Regions from separate parts of the Mus musculus genome. Here region 1 is linked to region 2. A link is a contact called in public Hi-C data. All regions are on one chromosome and are shown on one strand. The core of a region is the stretch at or near the end of the contact, and the rest is flanking DNA. Distances in the headings are between cores, read along the strand shown. Region 1 has its middle 14 kb from the start of Gm30896. Region 2 overlaps Tnpo3 (transportin 3).

The links. Hi-C and Micro-C count contacts between places; a contact is called where the count stands out from the background.
Region 1: a Hi-C map of liver shows a contact between it and region 2, with 4 times the contacts expected there. The contact joins two enhancer-like sites. A contact is called at or near these places in 1 of 15 datasets of contacts at CTCF or cohesin (large pre-B cells), 8 of 484 Hi-C or Micro-C datasets (differentiating spermatogonia, embryonic stem cells, germline stem cells and 3 more), 4 of 115 datasets of contacts at active chromatin or transcription factors (bone marrow-derived dendritic cells and embryonic stem cells) and 4 of 9 other capture datasets (adipose tissue, embryonic stem cells, liver and 1 more).

What each region holds. Positions count from the first base shown.
Region 1 is chr6:29,659,199-29,665,682 of GRCm38.p6, forward strand. No RefSeq gene overlaps it. Among named protein-coding and RNA genes, the nearest start is that of Gm30896, 14 kb to the right of the region's middle. Within about 2 kb of position 1,658, at least 19 of the 459 cell types and tissues checked have an H3K27ac peak or open chromatin away from gene starts, as enhancers often do. A contact at or near this core is called in liver, where this site is marked.
Region 2 is chr6:29,536,003-29,542,428 of GRCm38.p6, forward strand. Tnpo3 (transportin 3) reads right to left here. Exons shown (of 23, transcript NM_177296.5): 23 at 4,825-5,864. It overlaps Irf5 (interferon regulatory factor 5), which reads left to right. Exons shown (of 9, transcript NM_012057.4): 7 at 1-115; 8 at 202-320; 9 at 538-1,318. The coding sequence ends at 783. Among named protein-coding and RNA genes, the nearest start is that of Irf5, 13 kb to the left of the region's middle. Within about 2 kb of position 4,514, at least 12 of the 459 cell types and tissues checked have an H3K27ac peak or open chromatin away from gene starts, as enhancers often do. A contact at or near this core is called in liver, where this site is marked.

The DNA.
Region 1 (6,484 bases), core at 408-2,907, 120 kb after region 2:
TTGAAAACTAAACCAAAAGCCACACTGAGATGCTGTGTGATAGAGACCAGAAGTCACTTTGGCAAAACCTTGGCAACTCATTTGTTAACTGAGAAAGCCCTGATTGAACCCCTGCTGGGTCCAATGTGTGTCATCAGGTTAGGGAGGGGGAAAATGTCCCCAGTCCTGCCTTCCCAGAGCTTCCAGCCAGCCCATGGAGAGGCCAGGGTGAAGTAGCATGTCTGAAAGTAACAGGAGGAAGGAATTCTAGAAAAGGACAGTGGAAGAGAAGGTGAAATATGAAGATATGGAGGCTGAGTTCCTGGAACGGTAAGTAGGAAGACATGGTGGGAGCGGAGGGGACGGGGAAGTGAGCCTGTAAAAGAAGACCAGATGCAACTGTATTAATTCCTGTGTGTCCAATATGGCGCCATTCACAGCTCATGCAGATATAAAGCATGGTAAGAAATGACTGTATCTCATGAAAGAGAGCAAATACACCGAATAGAGCCAAATCAGTGCAGAAGAGAGGGGTTTCAGTGCTGAGCTGAGACACCCCAAACTCCCAGCGGAAGCAGGAGAATAGGGAAGGCTTCAGTGAGAATGTTTTCAGAGGAGACATAATTAGCAGTGTATCTCTGGATGTGTTTGATGCAGAAAATAAGAGGAACTAGAGAATTATAGTCTCTCTTTTTTATACTCTTCTATGTTTAAGACTCTGTGCTTATATAAGACTCTGAAGAGCCTTAGCTTACCCGGGACCCCCTGAGTGAACGATGCAGAGCCAGAATCGATGCAAAAAGCAAGAGGAATTTATTGTTCCAATGCACTGGGGTTAGCCCACACCTGAAGGAGAGGAGGCAAGTTCTGGCAAGTTTTTATATGGTTTCCAGGGATAGAATAAAGCATCAGCAACTAGGCAAAATATGATTGGTGGATCAGTGCTTTAAACTGATTGGTCTTTAGGGAATGAGGTAGTAGGGGCTTACTCAACATCTCCCTTCTGGCCTATGTGCTCTCTGACCTGTCTCTTCCAGGAAGGTGTGTGTGAGTGTGTGTGTGTGTGTGTGTGTGTGTGTGTGTGTGTGTGTGTATGTCCGATGGAATTTTCTAATGGCTGAGCTGACCTCTTCAATAACATGACATAGTGGCACATGCCTTTAGTCCCAGCACTTGGGAAGCAGAGGCAGGCAGATCTTTGTGAGTTCAAGGCCAGCCTGGTCTACATAGTGAGTTTAGGACAGCCAAAGGTACATACACCCTGTCTCAAAGAAAGAAAGAAAGAAAGAAAGAAAGAAAGAAAGAAAGAAAGAAAGAAAGAAAGAAAGGAAGGAAGGAAGGAAGGAAAGGAAGGAAGAAAGAAAGGAGTCTGTGCTGATAGATACCAGACTAGAGGGACAAAGTTGATTGTATCCTGTCCAAGTGGGTCACCAGCAGCTCAGTCCCATTACAGGGAGGCAACTGGAGGCAGGTTAAAAGTTGTACCAACCCCCACCCCTATTTTTCTCATTCATCTGCTCGCTGCATTCTATCCATTGGACTGGTTTCTCTCTGCCCTGCGGCGGCATCTTTTAGGCCAGGATCGAGGTTCTCCCAGTTTTTGGCCTTGGGCTAACTGCCTCGTTAGAGCTTTTAAACTGCTGCTGCTCCTGTAAAGGCCTTTGAGGCACATTAACTTCGTAGTCAGTTACTCAGTAACTCGCTGCAGTTCCCAGCCATGCGGAAAGGAAAGGAAAGGCCTTACAGACACTCTGCATTCGCTTCGCTTCACTAACAGCGCTGGAAGAAAGCCTCTTTCTAAAGGTGAATTCCAGTAGGAACAGCCAACCTGAAGCAACAATCTGAACCTACAGGGAAGCTCTGTTCCCCCTCCCTCTCCCCTCCCCTCCCCTTCCCTTCACCCTCCCCTTTCTCCAGCCCCAGGCCCAAGTTCACAAAATCCCATCCCCACCTCCCATCCCCTGGCCCAGCACTGCACCAAAGACTCTGCAATTTCAAGTTTACTCTTTTTTTTTATATATTTATTTATTTATTTATTTATTATTTATATGAGTACACTGCAGCTGTCTTCTGATATACACCAGAATAGTGTGTTGGATCCCATGACAGATGGTTGTGAGCCACCCTGTGGTGGCTGGGATTTGAACTCAGGACCTCTGGAAGAGCAGTCAGTGCTCTTTTTTTTTTTTTTAAAGATTTATTTATTTATTATATGTAAGTACATTGTAGCTGTCTTCAGACATTCCAGAAGAGGGAGTCAAATCTCGTTACGGATGGTTGTGAGCCACCATGTGGTTGCTGGGATTTGAACTTTGGACCTTTGGAAGAGCAGTCGGGTGCTCTTACCCACTGAGCCATCTCACCAGCCCCGCAGTCAGTGCTCTTAACCACTGAGCTATCTCTCCAGCCCTCAAGTTTTCTCTTAATGTACTTTCCCCCCTCTAAATGCTTTACTTTAGGGACAAGGAAAATCAGAAGAATTTCTGTTTTCCAGCCCCACAAGGAAACTCTGAACTGGCTTGTGCCCCTCCTGTAACCAGAATGAATCCCTCTGCTGGATGGGGCTGTGGGGGATTATTTTAAAAAGGACCCCGGTAAACATCCTTTTGCCCAGCAAGGCAAGAGTGAGCCTTCTTTCCATGGAACTTCATTATCTAGCTCCAAAAGTGACCTGTATGCAAATTTCCAGGAAGGCAAAGCTTACTGATTTCATAGCAGACTTAGCTGAGAAGGTGGCCCCAGGAAAGTAATAGCACCATGCACGTGCCCAGCAGGTAGCTCTCAACCCTAGCTTGGCATGAGAATTGTTATCACAAACATTTTTGTCTGTGACAGTGGGCTCAAACCCAGGGTTTCATGCATGCTCGGCAAGTGCGGGATACACTAAACCTTTGTACCTTAGAATTATTAGAAGACTGATTTTGTTTCCTTTTATATTTTGAGTCAGGGTCTCCTGTAGCTCAGTCTGTCCTCCAACTCCCTATGTAGCCCAGGGTGTGTGCCCTTGAACTTCTGATCTTCTTTCTTTTATGGCCTAAGTGCTGATGTGAACTACCATGGTCTGCTGGACTAACAATTAAAATATAGATGTGGGTAGTGCCTGAGCTACGTTCCTCACTCATGTCTGTTAGACGATTCATGAACACCATGACCATTGGTCCAATTCACACGCCCTCTGCTTGTTAAATCACTGGCCCTAGGGTCCATTGAATGGGAGGAAATTGTTCTCCTCTGGTTTGAACCTGGAATGTCCCCTGAAGGGTCATATGTTAAGGCCAGCTGCTTCCATTTGGGTGAGGTGATTTCCTGAAGCTCTGAGTCAGTGGATTAATCCCTTCATGTAATACAGTGGTATTATTGGGAGCCAGGGCTCTGATAGTAGAAGCAGGTCCATGAAGCCAAGGTATATCACCTGGAAGGATATACCTTGTCTCACCCCCTACTCTGCTTCCTAGCCACCGAGAAATGAGTTGTCAGATAGACCATTCCTTTTTGCTGCTAGTCTGCCTTACCATAGGCTAGAAACACTGGAGCCAGTTGAACATGGACTTGAAACCTCTGAAACCATCGCCCAAGATAAACTCTCTCCCTTTAAATTGCTTTTCTCAAGTATGTGTCAGAGCCACAAAAGTCAGATATAGGTGCCTTTGTTTGTTTGTTTGTTTGTTTGTTTTCAAGACAGCGTTTCCCTGTGTAGCCCTGGCTGTCCTGGATTTGCTTTGAAGAACAGGCTGGCCTTGAACTCACAGAGATCTGCCTACTTCTGCTTCCCAATTGCTGGGATTAAAGGTATGCACTATCATGGCTGGCAATACAGTGACTTTTTTTTTTTTTTTTGGTTTTTCGAGACAGGGTTTCTCTGTATAGCTCTGGCTGTCCTGGAACTCACTCTGTAAACCAGGCTGGCCTCGAACTCAGAAATCCACCTGCCTCTGCCTCCCAAGTGCACCACCACGCCCGGCTACAGGTGACTTTTAAAGCTCATACCAAAGCACTGTTTGTCCTATGTCTGTCTTCTAGTAGTATGGGCCCTCCTTGGTGTTCCCTAGCCTGTAGATCCCTCACTAACTTTAGTGTCTATCTTCATTGTCACATGGCATTCTTCCCACAAATCTGAGTCTCTAGGTGTCCTTTCTTTTGTGAGGACCCAGACATTGACTTAGAACAGATCCTAATCATAGACCCTCATGCTTTGACCCTAGTCCCAGTAGAGCCACGTTTTGGGGTTCCACTTAAACATTAGTTTTAAGTAAGCATGATTCAACTCACTTTAGTCCATTCTTTGGACCCCAAAGTTAATATCTATCCCATGTGCAAAATGTGCTCTAACTAGGCACTTAGAGGCTACATTCGTTAAAAGCATTGGTTACGCCAGGCGTGGTGGTGCACGCCTTTAATCCCAGCACTCGGGAGGCAGAGGTAGGCGGATTTCTGAGTTTGAGGCCAGCCTGGTCTACAGAGTGAGTTCCAGGACAGCCAAGGCTATACAGAGAAACCCTGTCTCAAAAAACAAAAAACAAAACAAAAAAAGCATTGGCTTTTCACTTGAGGCTGTAGGCGCCAAATGGGCAATAGGAGAGACAAGAGTCTAGTCTCTCTACCCTGTAGCTCTCTAATTGGCTTCTTAAACTTTGGGTCTGACTCCTGATCAACAATGCATGCATGAATGCTATCTATCCACTTAAGTACTTATACTAGCCTGGATTTACCTAGTCGCTCTCCTTCTTCAAGACCAAAGAAAACAAAATTAGTGACTCCCCTTCAGAATGAAACCAAGTTAGTGACCTCGTTAGGATTAAAGGAGAGTCCACATTTTGGATTGAAGTGTGGGTGTTAAAGTAAGAGACCAAAATTTTGGGCTTCAAACTCCATCTTAGAGAACCTGACCTGAATTTAAACTCAAGTAAACTAACAAAAAAGCTGAGCCTAGCTCCAGTTTCTAGGCTAACCCCAACAAGCTCACCCTCTGCCTAACAACCACCAGTCAGGAAGAGATCAGAAGTTAAGTTTATGGTTTGGCTCCCAACACCAGCCAATTATGCTAAAGGCCATAGTAGCTCACCGATTAGATGCTTGCCAGGCTAGGAACACTCACCCCTGGCTTGCTCCTTTCTATAAAAACTTGTCTCTATGAATGTTCGGGACTTTTCCTCTACCAGAACCATCCTGTGCATAGGTGGTGAGCTAAGCCTGTGTAGGGGTGGTTCTGATGTTGTCCTGTTCCCCAGTTGGTTCTTGACCTGTCAGTAAAGAAGCCATGGACCAATTACTGGGTGAAAGGAATAGATGGGTCTTCTGGGTCCCTGGAGGCAAGAGACAGATGCAAGGGAGGAGAGGAGAGTCACCATGTCTTGGAGAGAGAAAAGCCAAGCAGCCATGTGAGGGAATACCGGAGTGGGGAGACCACCACCCTCTCAGAAAAGAAGGGGAGGGTTTGGGGAAGGGACCGGAAAGGGAGTAGGACAGTGTTTGGGGTGTAAATTAATTAAGAAATGAGTCTTATTATATTTTATGTGTATGTGTGTTTTGCCTGCGCATATGTCTGTGAATCATGACTGTGCCTGGTGCTGGTGCATCATATAGGCCAGAAGAGGGCATTGGATCCCCTGGGACTGGAGTTTCATATGGTTGTGAATTGCCATGTGGGTGCTAGGAACTGAACCTGGGGTCCTCAGGAAAAGCAGTCAGTGCTCTTAACCACTGAGTCATCTCTCCAGCCCCATAATTTTCTTTTGTACAGGAAATTCTTAGGTGGTTATTTTTTTTTTTTTTTTTTTTTTTCTTTTTTCCGGAGCTGAGGACCGAACCCACGGCCTTGGGCTTGCTAGGCAAGCACTTTACCACTGAGCTAAATCCCCAACCCCTTAGGTGGTTATTTTTGAGTCACCCTGTTCTGATTTACTTTCTGTCCCTAAGCAAGCATGTTTGTTCTCTCTCTCTCTCTCTCTCTCTCTCTCTCTCTCTCTCTCTCTCTCTCTCTCTCCTATCTCTCCCCCTCCCTCTCTCCTCCTCTCTCCCCCTCCCTCCCTCCCTCCCCTTCCCTTTCTGTCCCCCTTTGTCCTTCCCTTTCTCCTTTCTATCTCTTGCTTGTAACAGGGTCCAGTGTAGCCCTGGTTGGATGCGAAGGCTTCTGATGTTCTTGCTAGCACCCAGTCCATGCTGGGGTTACAGGCATGTACCAGCACACCCAGTTTACCTGGTTTATTTGTTGTTTTTAACATCCTTGTTTGAGAAGGAAAACTTGTTTTATGCCTTAAGGCGTTTCTAGCTTTATCAGTTGTTTTGATGTTTCTTGACTCCCAGACAGCAAGAAAAGCAAACTGAATTGGAGGAGGAGGGTCTCTCTCTCTCTCTCTCTCTCTCTCTCTTGTGCCCCCTTAAACGTTTCCTGTCTTTCTATCCTGCATCAGATGTGTTAACCACTCTGTCAGGAATACAGGAATACAGGAATGGTGTCTCAAAAAGGAGAATCTCACCATTGTCCAGCAAACTGGGTTTTCCCTTT
Region 2 (6,426 bases), core at 3,264-5,763:
TGCCAGTGTAAGGTGTTCTGGAGTGGGCCCTGCGCCTTGGCCCATGGCTCCTGCCCCAACCCCATTCAGCGGGAAGTCAAGACGAAGCTCTTTAGCCTAGAGCAGTTTCTCAATGGTGAGGTCTGTTCTGTGCTCCTCCTGGCTGCCCCTCACTCAGGATTGGGTTGTAACCTCTAACTAAAGGCCTTCATCTTGATGCAGAGCTCATCCTGTTCCAGAAGGGCCAGACTAATACCCCACCACCTTTTGAGATCTTCTTTTGCTTTGGAGAAGAATGGCCTGATGTCAAACCCCGAGAGAAGAAGCTCATTACTGTACAGGTGTGTTCCTAGCCACCTCTGATGTAGCTTGAATGTTAGGAAACATGGGGCTGGGCCCTTGACCCAGGGTAGACGTGGAGCCCCCTGGGGCCATGAGGACTTGGTTGCTAGGGCTGGAGGAGACTGTCTACCATCTGCTTCTGGCTATCTTCATGCCCAGTTGGGTTGATCAGCCCTGCCACAATTCTCCTTGTCCTGTCTCCCCTTTGCTTCCCAGGTGGTACCTGTTGCAGCCCGGTTGCTGCTGGAGATGTTCTCAGGGGAGCTTTCTTGGTCGGCAGACAGCATCCGACTGCAGATCTCAAACCCGGATCTCAAAGACCACATGGTAGAGCAGTTTAAAGAGCTTCATCACCTCTGGCAGTCCCAGCAGCAATTGCAGCCCATGGTCCAGGCCCCTCCTGTGGCAGGCCTCGATGCAAGCCAGGGGCCCTGGCCCATGCACCCAGTTGGCATGCAATAATGAGGCTACAGATAGTGGCTGCCTTGGACCTCCTGGGACAGCCACGTAGACTGATATAGCAATGTGGTGGCCCCAGCAGGCCTGGCTGGCTACAGGGTTCTGAGTCTCTTGGAAGCAGAGTCGGGGTAACAAGAACATAGAAGAGAGGCCTGAGGTTTCATTTCCCCTAAACATTTTCTATTTGAGCACCACCTTCTGGTGATTTCTCTAATATGCCTGGCTGGGAAGAAATGAAGCCAGCAGCCCCAGTGGGAGGGAGGGAACATCACTAGCCTGAGGCCTTTAGTACCACGGAGTCCAATTACCCCAGGGTAGCCAACTTTTAAGGTTGCCCCAATTCTTCTAGCAAAACCTGCCAAGGAGTGTTGTGGGGGCTTTCTGCAGAGAATAACCCTGATTTAGGGGTCCCCTAGTTTGAACCTTTCCCCTCATCCTTATGACAAGGATTTCTCCAGGCACCCTCCTTCAGAGTCTGAGATGCTGGGACAGAAAGTAGAATTTAATATATTTTTGGATTAATAAATGTTAAAAACCAGGTCTGCCCATTTATTGACTGTTTCCAGTGCCAGTGGCTTCTGTTGTACTGGGCTATTCAGTTGCCAGTCGCCTGGCCCCAGCACAGTTTGGCAGTGGTGCCTGGCACAGGAGTTGGGGAGGCCCTGCCTTCCTGTCAGTGAGTCAGCTGGGCCTTCACACTCACCTGGCTGGCTTTGCTTTCAAGGAGGACGCAGACTGAGACAAATGTGGAATTCTGAATGTGTGCTGTCTAAAAACTGTCCAAACCTCCCCAGAAGAGAATGACGAAATAATAGAAAAAGAAGAGAATGAAGAAATAGCCACACTTCAGGCCATCAAAACCTGGGATTTTTAAGGTTTAATTTTTTTTTTTTTTTAGACCAGACTGGTCTTAAACTTGCAGTATTAACCAAAGTTGTCTTTGAACTCCTGATCCTCTCTTCTTGCCTCCGTCTCCTAAGTGCTGGGATAATATATTAGCCTAAGTGTAGTAGAGTGCTTGCTTAACAATGCACAAGGCCATAGGTTTGATTCCCTGTAACATACATTCAAAACAAAAAAGGTTTAGCTGGGTGTGGTGGCTCATGTCTGTAATCTCAGCACAAGGGAGGCTAAAACAGGAAGCTTGGCAGTTCAAAGCCAGCCTAGAATGGCAGCCTACAGTAAGAGCTGAACATGTTTAAAAAACAAGTCTTGTCTTCTTGAATGTGCTACTAATATTAGGCCATTACATGCAAATCGGTGGCTCATCACTGGAAACTGGCTCAGGAGCAATATTCTAGTCCAAATAATTGTTTTATCTTTTTGGGGTTTTTTTGGGTGGGGGGGGAGTATGGGGAAGGAGGTGGTGGTGGCGGTGGCAAGGTCTGCTATGCAGCCCTGGCTGTCCTGCAGCTTGCCCTGTAGACCAGGCTGGTTTTGAACTCAGGAGATATATCTGCCACTGCTTCCTGTGATGGGGTTAAAGATGTGTGGCAACATGCCTGGGACATTTATCTTTTTATGATGGAAGACTTTACACATTTGTGAGAAAGGAAAAATAATGGTATGAAAGCCTCTGTCCCCGTTTTAAAGATCATCATCTGAATGCTATCTTTCTCATTGCAGCTCCTGTCCAGGCTCCCAACGGTGATTATTTTGAAGTAAATACTAGAAATAGCATTTCATGTATATTCTCCTAAAACCACTCCCCACTCCCCTGCCCTGGGGGATGCTCAAAGGTTGTGATCTACCACTGAGCTAAAATCCCCAGCTACTAAAGAAAAAAACTGTCTTATCAAGTATCCACTTTATGAGGCTCTTAGAGATGAATAATGTGCTTCCAAGATCCAACTTTGGATTCCTAGCCCACGTTACAAAAATAAATAAATAAAATGAAAGGAAGGAAGGAAGGAAGGAAGGAAGGAAGGAAGGAAGAAGGAAGGAAAAGAGAGAAAAGAAAGAAAGGTCGGGCACTAAGGTATATGTTGTCATTAGGAAGCAGAGCAAGGGAATTCCTGAATCTCACTGGTCCTGGCTGTATGTTATCTTGTCTCAGAGAATTTAGGAGACTGCCCAACACTAGCCTCCACGTGTGTATACACACATTCACGTGAACACGTACCCAGCAGTCACACACAATCTAGTGCTCGTAAGTTCAAGGCAGCCAGAGGACGTCTATCTCCATTAGTGGTGGGACAGCGCTGCTCCTGATTACACCTGTTGTATTTTGTATGTCTGTTGTATGGGTGACATAGTTTGTATGCTGCTGGAGTCCAGACCGTTGATTGGATTCAGGTTGCGATTTTGACTACTGATTAATGAGTATTTGAGTTTCCAACATTCTTAAAATAACACAGTGAGGGCCAGAGAAACGGCTCAGCCAGTAAAGACTCTTGCCATCAAGCCTAATGGTTCAATCCCAGGAACCTGCATAGTAGAACTGACCTGCTGTGACACACTCCCCTCCTCATATCATCATAAATACATGTAATAAAATAATGCAATGAAAAGCTAGTGCTTTTCTATGTTTCGTAGGTACTGGTAAAAATGCCAGGGATACTTAGAAATGTCTTACCAATAGAGCATACTCTCAAATGTGACTTTTGTTAACCCGACAGGTAAAAAATACTACCTCATTCCTATTCCCTCTCTTGAGCAAGGATGAGCAGCTTTTCGAATGGTTACATGGTCTATGTTGACTTTAAAAGTTAAGCGGAACTGGTGGGCCAGCTACATAAGGCTCGCCATGCAAGCCCCACCCTGAGTTTGACCTCTGGAAACCGCAGATGCGTGTGTCCCCCATATCATACACACACAATAGCTTAAAAAGTAAAAACCAGGGTTGGAGATGTACGCTCAGATGTAGGATGTGTGCTTCTGTGGGAAGCCTTGAGTGGCAGCGCCAGCTGTCAACAGTCAATAAAAACAGCAGCAGATGTGGGGCACACACAGATGAACAGACTCCCGGCACCTTGGGAGGATGACGATGACAACTGGGTCAAAGTCATTGCTAGCTAGCGAGACTGACTCAAAGCAGAAGCTGTCACCTTCCAATAAACACTTTAGTTTTGGGAAAGCTTCTAAAATAAGAACATTCTTGCACACTTCACACTATTTCTAACTATATAATATTAACTCCTTGCTTTGTTTGGATTTTGTTTTGTTTTTCAGACAGGTTTTCTCTGTGTAGCACTTGGTGTTCTAGAACTCACTCTATAAATGACAAGGCTGGCCTCCCAAGAACTGGGATTGAAGGTGTGAGCCACTACCTCCTAGCTAGGATTTTGTTATTTTTTTAACTCTCTCCCACTCTCTGGGACTCGGGATTCCATCCAAGATCCTATATTTGGTTACGTTTTTACCTCCTGGTCTACGTGGATTTAATAGTAAAGGTCACAGAAATGTCCCTCCTTTGGCTTCCATTGTGTGCATGTCTCTCCCTCCCATGCAAATGTGCACAGAACAGCCACGTCCTCAGCTTATGTGCACTTGCACATGTGTGTGACACACAGTTCACTCCCACTGAGGTAGGGTGGAAGGTGAGATGCAGCAGGAGGGGCTTCCAACAGGATGCAGAATCAGCAGCTCCTTGTAACGCTTGCTTTCTGTCTGACCCAGTTCCCCACCGACACAGAGGCTCACGTATTTATGAACTAGCGCCTAGGCCATCTGCTAGGCTTACTCCACAATAAGCTCGTAACCCTTATTAACCCAGTCACACTATTCTATGTCTGCCATGAGCTGGTCACTTCTCAGTTTCATAGTCCAACTTCCTCCACATCTCAGTGGCTAATCTCTCAGGCCTGACTCTTTCCAAGTTCCTATCTCTCTGCTGGGTATCCCACCTTACTATCCTGCCTTGCTGTGGGCTGCTGAGCCCTTTATGGATCTCTTTACACAGTGAGCAAGATTACTCCTACAAGATACGTCGTTTTAAGCTCTCTGCTTAGACGCCTTTTAGGTTCCATGAAAGCTGATTTCATAGGTGGATCAGCCAAGTCATTGCTGAACAGCGAGTAGTGAAGGGAAATAAAAACACTGGTAAAATTTTAAAAATTGGTTTTATTTTTTTCTTTTTTCTGGTTTTTTTTTTTTTTTTTTTTTTTGGTGCTGTTGATTTATTCATAAGATGGCTACACCACAGGACAGAACAGTGCCCTTGAAGGCAATTAATTTTCACACTTTTTTTTTTTTTTTAGCAAAATACAGGTAGCCCTGTAAATACATTCCCTCCAGACTCTCACCCTCTTTTTTATCCCTTCCCACCCCATGTTTGTGGATGAATAATTCACTAAAAGAGAGAGAGAGCAAGGTTTAATCCATATTTGTCCTCTCCACCCACCAGTTTTGGCTTTTCTCCCCAAGGCTGATGACAAAGGCCCATGAACTGGATTGGACTTAGCAACTCAATAGGATCAGGGTTGGGCTCTACATTAAAAGCAACTTTGACCCTGGCTAGTCCGGACTATCATCCCTAACCATGATATAAGCAGACCAGGCTCCTTGTCTGGACATTTCTAAAGGTGAACAGTTGGGGGGGGGGGTGTTTCCTCTATTCACCTGTGTTTAAAGGAAGGAGAGCAGAGGAGGTGACCCTACCTCTTTAATTCCAACTGTAACTATGTTACCTACTCGCATCCCCGCGCTTCCCTAAGGTAATGTGTCTGTCTCACTGTCGTGTCTCAGTGTGTGCACTGCATGCTGGTGTGTGTCTATCATGTGTGTGCATCATCTGCTACCAGGTGCATATTTCAGTTCTGGTGTCATCTCAGCTTTCCTTTTTAAAAATTTTCTTTCTTTTTTTAACTTTTCTTAAATTATTTTTCCTTTTAGAAAGAAGTTCACCAGGAAACTAGTTCCCCTCCCACCACGTCGGACAGGCTCCAGCCATCCTTAAAAACCGCGCTGTTTCTCCCTCACATCCCAAACAGGGACTCCTTAGGATGCCTTGGAGGGTGAAGTCTCTCCCTGTGTGGCGGGATGGTCTGGTGGTAGTGAAGGCCCCTCTGCCACAACAGAGGTTTCTGATTGTGGGACACAGTCTGGGTTGTTTTCTTCCTGTCTTCTAATAAAAAAAGACATTCCTGACAAAAGAGAAGAGAGAGTCTAATGAGCTCCAGAGGAGAGTGAGCAGGGTGAGCAGGGACAGAGCCAGCTCAGAGGTAGTGCTGTGGACTCCGTTACAGAACACTGGTTAACAAATAAGCACAACCAAACTGGCTTTTTCCAACTTGCAACTCCAAGGTAGCATTCACTTCGCTGAAACACTGCCTGCAGCATGGCTCCTGTGCTGAGCTGCAGACACTAAGGATGATGGAAAGGTTGGGAGGAAGCCAACACAATGCAAAACCATCTGAAAAGCTCCACTTTAGTCTGTTAGTAAATACAGAGTTTTCATGTAAGATTTAATGCTGAAAGAACACTCTGTTTACTGACAATGGTTTAACAAGCACTGATCTAGACTCTATGGGTAGAGTGCTACATAGATGTGTCATCTATTACAATGGCTAAAAGTGAGGATTCTGGTACCAGAACACCTGAATACCCTAGTTTCTAACTGCAACAAATTGTTAAACATCTTTGACCTTCAATTTTCTTCTCTGTAAATGAGTATAGTTAACAGAAAGCTGCAGACAGAGTCTCTTG